2 separate regions of the Mus musculus genome follow, and region 1 is linked to region 2. A link is a contact called in public Hi-C data. All regions are on one chromosome and are shown on one strand. The core of a region is the stretch at or near the end of the contact, and the rest is flanking DNA. Distances in the headings are between cores, read along the strand shown. Region 1 overlaps Bbx (bobby sox HMG box containing). Region 2 has its middle 33 kb from the start of 1700026J12Rik.

The links. A called contact is a pair of places that touch in the nucleus more often than the background predicts.
Region 1: a contact with region 2 is called in a Hi-C map of adipose-derived mesenchymal stem cells, with 2.6 times the contacts expected there. The contact joins two enhancer-like sites. A contact is called at or near these places in 2 of 15 datasets of contacts at CTCF or cohesin (large pre-B cells and pro-B cells), 23 of 484 Hi-C or Micro-C datasets (B cells, the C2C12 cell line, CD4 T cells and 17 more) and 1 of 115 datasets of contacts at active chromatin or transcription factors (astrocytes).

Annotation. Positions count from the first base shown.
Region 1 is chr16:50,307,097-50,312,150 of GRCm38.p6, reverse strand. All of the region lies in intron 3 of Bbx (bobby sox HMG box containing), which reads left to right. Among named protein-coding and RNA genes, the nearest start is that of Bbx, 120 kb to the left of the region's middle. Within about 2 kb of position 2,495, at least 105 of the 459 cell types and tissues checked have an H3K27ac peak or open chromatin away from gene starts, as enhancers often do. A contact at or near this core is called in the C2C12 cell line, adipose-derived mesenchymal stem cells, embryonic fibroblasts and 1 more, where this site is marked.
Region 2 is chr16:49,286,068-49,290,710 of GRCm38.p6, reverse strand. No RefSeq gene overlaps it. Among named protein-coding and RNA genes, the nearest start is that of 1700026J12Rik, 33 kb to the right of the region's middle. Within about 2 kb of position 1,415, at least 83 of the 459 cell types and tissues checked have an H3K27ac peak or open chromatin away from gene starts, as enhancers often do. A contact at or near this core is called in the C2C12 cell line, adipose-derived mesenchymal stem cells, embryonic fibroblasts and 1 more, where this site is marked.

The DNA.
Region 1 (5,054 bases), core at 1,246-3,745, 1.0 Mb before region 2:
CTCTGGAAATCAATCTGGTGATTCTTCAGAAAACTGGAAAAAGTCCTACCTAAAGACCCAGCTATACCACTGCTGAACATATACACCAAAGAAGATCCAACATATAACAAGGACATGTGCTCCACTGTGTCATAATTTATAATTGCTAGAAGCTGGAAACAAACCAGATGTGTACCAACAGAAAAATTATACAGAAAATGTGGTACATTTACGCAATGGAATACTACTCAGCTATTAAAAACGATGACTTCACAAATTTTGCAGGCAAATATCCACTAGAAAATATCATCCTGAGTGAATTAACACATGTTTGGAATCCATCAAGAGTTTAATCTGTTGGCTGAGTCAGAGCCCTCAGAATGCAGTCACATTCCAAAGGCTGTAACTCCTAGCTGGGACCAAGCCTTTAACTCCCCAGACTTTGGGGAAGGAATAAGCAAGCACCTTGTGGCCAAGCCCTGATACAGATTTACTTTAGTGTTGAAACACTTTGACGTTTAACACGGATACAGATTTACTTTAGGGTTCAAACACTTTGTGATTTTAACCAAGGAAGATCTTGTACTCCTCTGGGGAGATGGCAATGATTTACTTTTTAAACAATAGCAAACTTAAGTTGCCTTAAAATGTAACTTTATGGTTTTCTCAGTGATGGACGAAAAGAAATTCTCTGGATGACTTTGTACTCAGCGCAGCACCCTTAGGCTTGGCTTGTTCTGCAGTTTGAACAGATGTCTTAATTTTGACCTGAATTTATTTCTGTGAGGAACGCAGGCTAGGTATTCTGCACAGTTTATTCTGAGTCTGTAGTTATGTGATCATTTTGAGGGAAGAATTGGATATTTAGGGTTTTTGTGCTTTTTCTTTTCCTCCCCCCCCCCCCCCCAATAACAGAATGCCACAGTCTGGGAAATGTATAAGATGATTTTTTTTTTTTTTTCTCTTGATCCTGAAGCCTGAGAAATTCAGGCGAAGATGCTAGAGTCCAAAAAAGGCCCTTATTAGCTCACTCTTTCTTTTTTTCTTTCTTTCTTTCTTTCTTTCTTTCTTTCTTTCTTTCTTTCTTTCTTTCTTTCTTCCTTCCTTCCTTCCTTCCTTCCTTCCTTCCTTCCTTCCTTCCTTCCTTCCAAATGTGTGTGTGTAGATTTTTTGATTATTTGGGAATTTCATGTCATGAACCCCAATAACACTTCCCAGTTTTTCCAGGTCTGTTCTCCACCCTTAAGACCTCCCCCTGCCCCAATAAGGAAGAAGAATGAAAAAGGGGGAAGAAGAAGGGAGGAGGAGGAAGAGGAGGAGCAGGGAAGAGGAGGAGGAGAAGGAGAAGGAGAGGGGAACAGTATTCTGTTTGTGTTGTCCATACTCCCTGGAGCATGGTCAAACTCCCAGTGAGCAGCCCCTTAAGGAAAGCTGAGGCGGAAGAGTATAAAGACCAGGTGCACTGGAGAGGAACAAAGACTGTCCAAATGGATTGCGTTAATCCTCTGTGAAGGTAATGAGTGCACTCCTACAGTAATGGCTTCAATCTAGTCAGTAAGAACATAGTTCCCCAGAAAAATTCATTTTAAAAAGTTCTGAACCTTGAACTGTGGATAAGCCTCTAACATATGGAGTTTGGGGTCAGATTCAAGCCATAGTATAGTTAAAATTAAGTAGAAACAGTCCTTGTGAGTGTATTAGATAATATTAATAGAGAAATGCATTCTCACAGTTTTTAAATTAAATGTATATTTCAAAATTAAAATATGATTAAATCATTTTCTTTTTTCTTTTTTTCCTCCTTCCATCTATCTTCTGCCTTCCATACCCACAGATTCACGACCTCTTTGTTTTAATTGCTATTGTTTGTGTGTGTGCGTGTGTGTATATCTATAGATATAGATATGTAGATAATAGATATATAAATACATCCTGCTGAGTCTGTTTAATGTTGCATGTGTATGATTTCAGTGATAACCACAGTGTTACAATCACAGAATATAAAGTTTTAGAGAGAAAAATAGTTATACTTATGTCTCATATAATTAGACCCAAAAATCATTAATGCTACATCTGTTTTACATGAGAAAAGTAGAGCTTACTGGTACCTTATCTCAATTTCCTTGAAATTAGAAGTAAATGTCACAAGCGCCTGGAAAGAGTCATCTTGTGTGAATACACTGCTGCTCTCTGGCTGTACAACTGGTGCTAGAAACTTTGAGCGTTGGTGTGCCTTTATTCTTTGAGTAAGTGCCAGTACCACCTTTGACCTGGAAAGATGGGTCTGGGTGTCCTGGTGTTAGTCCAGCAGTGTGGAACTCACTGTATCACTGGCCTTTTAATTTATCACAGATTCCAAGTATATCATAATTGCATAAAAGGCCCTCTTTGCCCTGAAATGTTAACTTTTATATCAGTTGAAAGTTCTTGGACAGGAAACATTTGCTCTAGCAATGACTCTGGAGTCTGCATGATCAGCGGGATGACTGATCCCAGTGTGTTGCTGCCAAGTACAGGGAAGACATGGAGAAGTGCGGTGTGTGAGCTGCTTTGACTCACCCGTTCCTTTGGCAGCGGCTGCAGGCCCGTGGCAGCAGTACAAAATCTGTGTACTTGCACATTTCAAAGCTGCTTTTCTTAGGCTCCCCGAGCAGTTTGTATAGAGGTGGAGCCAAAGTAAGATGTCTACAGACTCAGTCTCAAAAGCAGTTCGCATGTAACCTACAAAGGACCCCTTTGAGATTTGTCTTATCACTATGGTCCTCAGTCTTCTTTCAAAGCCGATGCAGGCGAATTGTGTTCAGCCTGAGCTGAAATCTAGTGGAGAGAGTTTTTCCAAATTCCAGCCTTAGGATTATTTAGATTGGCGGGGCTGCTGCCTCTAGGACTGGATGAGGTGAACCATAAGTTAGAGATAAGTGAAATAGCCAAGGCATTCGTCTATCTACGGTTAGTATTTGCATCTGAATTTATAGCTTTCACTTCATATGTACATTTACTGTGCAGAATCTGGTTCTGTGAATAGCAAGACATACAGTGCAAAATTACAGCGATGAGAAGCGTAACCCTAATGTGAAAGTCAGCTACAAGTGTCAGCTGTCAAAGGCTGAGAGATAGGAAGACACATGGTGACAGGAACCAGTCCAAGAAGAAAGAATGTGTGGTCTATCTCCACCTACTCTGGGAGATGATGGGAGAGAAAAGATGCCACCTGTGAGGAAAATTAGGACTCTCTTCTCAAATACTAAGTGCCAGGCCATGCGTGCTCTTTGTGAGCCTGTGATCCTGAGCACTCACCGAGGTGGCTCTGCCCCCACAGTCTCAGCAAACGCTGTGGACCAAGTTGGCGGAAAACAAACGTCTCCTTGTACCCATTTGGTGAACAACACAGATTCCCAAACTGATGGGTTTGTTCTGGGAAGCCGCCTCATCCCAGTCCCACTGATGTCATGGTAGAAGATGGACTCAGTTTAACTCTCTCGTTTGCCTTTCAGACCGACCTAAGTAGCAGTTCCCATATGGACCTCGTAGAATCAAAGCGTAGACAGTTAAGGAGGTTTCTCTTTCCTTAAGGCAATATTAATGAAGACATCTCATTTCTGTCTGAAAAAGAAGGAGCCAGTGTGATTTAGGGAAAGAGATCTAATCGAGTGATCAAGAGACCCTGGCTCTGACGATAATTAGCTCAGTGCACTTGAGTTAACCTTTGATATCTGTGGATCTTGTTTTCTCCCTTTGTAAGTTGGATGGTACCCAAGAATCGGATTTGCAGTGCCACCTCCGATGAAATGAATGGTTCCACTTTTAAAAGAATAACTCCTTAAGCTGAAATTATTCTGCAAACTATAACACTAGGATCAGTAGTAACAAATGCAGAAGTCCTCACAGAAATGAGTTGTGACAGGAACCATAAAACTTTTCAGAGTAGAGTGTCTTTCAAGTAAATTATTAATTTTTATATTACAATGTGAAATTCTAAAGAAATCTAAAAGAAAAGCTTAATACATATGTGATGTGTGTGTAAATATATAAATATATATGTGTGTGTGTATATATATATACATACATACATACATACATACATATACATACATGCTATGCATGCACTATCTTTAAAAACATATAACAAAACTACTACCCATCCCATCCTAGTTTGATTTCTGTTGCTGTGACAAAACACCATGATCAAAAGCAACTTGGGAAGGAAAGGGTTTATTTGGCTTGCGTGTCCCAGTCACAGTGCATCATGAAGGCAAGTCAGGCTACAAACTCAAGGCAGAAACTGAAGCAGAGACTCTGGAGTAACATTGCTCACTGGCTTGTTCCTCATGGCTCACTCAGTCTGGTTTTCTCACAGTGAGCTGGGCCTTCCTACGTCAACCATTAGTAAAGAAAATGCCCGTGTGACTTTCCTACAGGCCATCCTGATGGACACAGTCCTCACTTGAGAGTCCCTCTTCCCAGCTACGTCTAGTTGGGTTAAGTTGACCAACTAAGCAGCACATGCTGCAAACCTCTTGTGATGTAATCTGAGCTCAAGAATGGTCTGCAACTGTGATAGTTCCAGTAGATACTGATTTTACTTGATTAAATATAAATGTGAACGTTTATTTGATTATGGAAGAATAACTGAAATGACTATTTGGTCCGCTTTCTCAGCCTCCGTTCAGCCATGTGTATTTCTACTGTGTTCCATTTGGCATCAGCTTCATTTTAACTGGTTATGACTCGTGTTGCTGCCATGCCTGCTGGTATAAGAAGGCCTCAGCAGCTGTGCTGACAGAGACATGACCTCCTTTCCTGCTTTTGTGCAAGTCCTTCTTGGAAGTCCTGCTGGTTTCTAACTATCAGATGGAGCTTGGTTAGCATAAGTGAATATGTTCTGCTATGGCATAGAATAACAATAATTACCTTCCTAATGTAATTATACTTCTTGATATAATAATCTCATATCATTAGCACAAGTAAATAAGAACATGCTTGTTAAGCTGGCTCTCCCTTCAGACTATATCTGCATCTTTATTTGTCTTCTGCACATCTTAAATTTTCATTGGCCTGTTCTTGTCCTGTGTGAT
Region 2 (4,643 bases), core at 166-2,665:
CTGATGACAAGGCTGTGCTACAAGCTTGCTTGCCAGCCTGTGTTACCTTTAGAAATTATGGAAACCTTGGAGTGTAGGATCTAGGGGAAGAAAGTTAGGGCTGGAGGGGTTAAGCCCTTGAAGGACATATTAAGAGAACCGTACACTTCTCAACCTTCTTAATTCTGGGACCCTTTAATACAATTACTCATGTTGTGGTTGATCCACCCCAACCATAAAATTATTCATGTTACTACTTCATAACTGTAATTTTGCTACTGTTATGAATTGTAATGTAAATAGTTTTGGAGATAGATAGAGGTTTGGCAAGGGAGGTCTCAACCCAAAAGTTGATAACCACTGTATAAAGAGCCCAGTGCCTAGGTTTCCTCTCTCCTAACTGATTGGACAGCATGAAGCAAACATAGCTTCCCTGTAACTTCCTTCTGCTTGGAAGTGAGAGATCAGATCTTGGGTCTAGACTCCATCTTAGGGAACCTGACCTAAAATCGAACTATAGTTAACTAAAAAGCCTGAACCTAGCACCAGTTTCAAGGTTACTCCCCAACAAGCCATCATCTAGCACTAGTTTCCAGGTTCCAAGCCTGCCCCTGGCACTCCACTTCCTAACAACCACCAATCAGGAGGGAAACAGGAGTTTTAAGTTTATGGTTTGGCTCCCTAGCACCAGCGAATTATGTTAAAGGGCAATAAAATCCCATAATAGCCCCCAATCCGATGTGTGCCCAGCTAGAAATCCCTCTTGCTTGCTTCCCGTTTCCTATAAAACATTGTCTTGCTGAGCGCTCGGAGCTCCCCCTTCTGCTCTGTTTCATTAGAGAAGGCAGTGTGGCCCAAGCTTGAGTTTCCAATAAAGAGTTGGCTCCTTAGTGGTCTTTGGGGGTTCACAAAATTGGTACAAAAAGGTACTGTGGTCCCGTGAAATAGTATCATGTAACTACACGTTAAAACCTTTGCAATCATTAGACAATTACACACCCCACTCTCCTCCTGTGTGCTTTGATTACCTTAGGTATTTTATAATAGGAAAAGCTTGCTAGTATTATACTAGTTAAGTGGTTTTTACAAGTGGTTCAATCAGTTTATTAAAATAGTTGACTTAGGCATCTGCAACAGTGATTTCAGCCTCCACTCCTGGCTCAATACTGATTGGAAGAAACTTAACCATCACAGGACTGTGCAAGGCAACGATTGGCCGGTGGACTCTCAGGAGGAAACGAGCCTTGTCTTTTAATCTCCACCACATGGTGTTTTTCTTGGAGTGATTCTTGGTGTCTTGTAGGCATGCAAGCTGCCTTTTCCCTTTTCCATTTCTTTTTCCTTTTGCTTCTGGTCAAGTCAGCACACACCTCAGAGATTGCACATTCTGTCTACTGAGGATCATTCCAATTATGTGAATCACCACTTCCCAGTGCACAGGCATCTTGCCAGTGCTTGAAAGCCATGCCTCAAAACTGTTTTGTTCTTCTGCTGGAGCAAGCAAGCAGCAGTGAGTCATCTTAGGTAGAAGACATTCTGCTTCTTCTAATGTAACAAAGCATCTATGTTTCACGTTAGAATAGGAATGTGTTTGCTTTTTAATCCTTAAAAGACTCCAGCGTCTTTCCTGAAACTCTGGTCTTCTGTTTTTCATTCCAGACCTACCATTATAAGGTATTGAGGTTCTTTTTTTTTTTTTTTCAATTCATCTTCTCACTTAGCTCTCGTGTCATTTGAGGATGATGGACAGCATGACTGATGTATCCCCATTTGACAGCTGAGTAAACTGATGCCTCAGTAAGGTGAAATAGTCTCTGATCTAAATATAGAGAGGGGCTGTGACCATGAAGGAATATACAGTGTCTATAAACCCCAGGCTCTGGGATAAATGCTGATTATGGAACTGTTTTCATCTGGCCTGAGTTCAAAGCCATGAACTCCACAGTCTCTTAGTCCCAGGGGAGAAGCAACTTTGTATTGCTTTCACCTTTTGGCTGATAGTTCATTTCTGTAAGGAAGGATTATGGACCAAAAAAAAAAAAAAGCTAATTAAAAATTATATGAATTGCAGTACTTTAAGTAATTGTTTGTAAGGCCAATCCTACTAAATGAATCACTCATTTATCTCTAATACTTGGCCCCATTTTTCTAATCTACCCAGCATGGCTATCACAAGGTTGTCTTAGTTACTTAACTACCCATGATATGTCCCTGCATAGCCACTTCTAACCTCAGGGATTGTTCTGTTATTGTATTTGATTTGATGAATTATAATTAACTACATGGAAATACAATTGCGCCAAAGAAATCCAGTGACTGAAAACTGGGAACCGATCCAAGACTGGTTGGTTTGTGATGGAGACACAATGTCCTACATAACTGGCTTGAATTATAATTGGTCACATTAAAGTCTAATGTTGTCTAACTCTGAGTACCAGAACAGCATTCCGTTTTTATGGTGCACTGCTGAATAATTTTGGAATTAAGACACACAGTAACCTGATGCTAACTCACACTGTAAATCTGACTTCCAAATTCCCAATTAGCTGAAGTTGGGCATGCAGCCTGGATGTTTAAAAGGAGTGAAGAGTAACATTTGTTTAGAGATTTTAATTTAGGATCCGTTCTTCCCCTTCAGGTTAAGTCAGTGTGAGCCTTTAGCCTTCCCTGAAAGTACCAGGAAACTGAGTTACAGAATCCTTTTCTGAGCTTCTTTTCTTTATTTTTTGGCTGAGAGATCCTACTGACCTGGGGGCCTCGTTCCATTGGTCAAATTCTATTGAGAAAGTCTGAGAGGCCCAGTCACAAATTCTCATTCTCCGGTCTTTCCTACCTTGTTTCCTGACAGTGTTCAAACATCACACATCACATAGATAATATTTCCCCCACTTCTATGTATGCACTGCAAACTAAGAGGTTAAAGAGGGAGATGTCATGAGTGCTATCCTGGAGTTCTATTGAAATAGTAGCTCCTGAAAGACAGCACCTGTAGTGAAAGAGGGCTGTGCTGCTGTGGAGCCATCCCAATTTTCCCTGAAGTACTCTGTTCCTACATGGAATACTTTGAGCTCCTCAATGTAGCAGTCAGTACCCAATTCATGTTTCTCAATTGGTCCCTGTGGCTGCGGTGGCACGTTTTTGTTACCCACCCCAATGTCATATATTTTCGAATGGAAGACACATATATATTTTAGATTTTGATATGCCTAAAACTGCTCAATGTTTGGGCACTTTCTAACCTCCACGAGGCTAATCCACCCCCTCTGATATTTCTGTGTTATTATTTATTCAAATCTATATTTTATCTTTGCTGCCCTAGACCCTGACATGTAGCCCTCCTGGGCCATGATCCCTGGCTCCTACATGGCAGCTATGCTCTCTGTTCCACACCTTTCAGGTGTGACATCTCTCCTTTTTTTCCAGGCATAGTGGCTTCCCCTTCTTTCTCCTTCCTCAGTTCCTTGAGCTTTCTCCCTGCCCAACCATTGCCCACTGGTCGAAACCAGTCGAAACCAACTGTGGGCAGAGTTCTCTCAGTGTCTTACATGTGGACATAGGATTCACAGGAGGTTAGGAAGTAGCCTGGCCATTGAGCTGTTTTAGACATATCAAAATAGCTCTCATGTAAAACACTGGGGTGGGTAGCAGGAGTGCACTGCTGCCACCACCGGAATCAATAGAGTAACAGTGTTTGGGTACAGCTACACCACATCTGCTCACAGTCGGAGATTCGTGGAAGCTGCTCACACCCTAAGCAGTGAACTTAGACACAGAACGGATGGTTTCTCCTAACTTTATTGCCAATTTGTGAGAGCAAAATAAATTGATGTCAGAGGCTATCACAAACCTCACCACTAAATGCCATGGATGGTAGTAAGTGTGTGGTTGCCTCAGTTCTGTGGAAGACATCATCTTTTCCAAGCTCTGACTGGTGCACTCTTCTCAAAAGGATCCCCTAAAGTGGGCAGAACTAACGTTGAACTGAAAGGATTAAAAAAACAAAGAGGCAAATATGGTCTTCAAACCCATGACTATTCAGATACAAGCATAGGATTTGTAAGCACTTTAATATTACTGATATTAGTAGTCATTGAAATAGATGAAAAAAGGCATATGGTAAAGAGAGCTCTGAACATTTCACCAAGGAGTTTAAAGATAAATGGTGGAAAATGCCATGCCCATCCGGACATGGGCGTGTAGAGAATAACATTGTAGAAAAGTGGTGGAATCCACTGGGATGTCTGAGTCCATCAACACAGGAGAGGCTACAGTTGGGAAGACAATTGTGTGCATACATTTGTGAGATGATTGTATTGTTCTCCTGCTTCCTGTGTAAAACATCCTTGTGGCTTGCACTCAAGATGAGGAAATATCTTTTTCTTTAACTCATTAAAGACCTATAAAATAATTTTTATGTGTATGAGTATTCTCCTGTATGTGTACCATGTGTGAATGGTGCCAGCAAGGGCCAGGAGCAGGTGTCAGAGTCCCTGAAATTGGAGTTGCACTCAGTATTAAGTTGCTATGTAAGTGCTTAGAATTAAACTCAGGTCCTCTACAAAAACAGCAAGTGTTCTTAACTACTGCAACATCTCTCCAGCCCAAGGACAATTTTCATACTGTTAATTCCAAAGATGGAATGATAAAGATAACTGATCCAAATC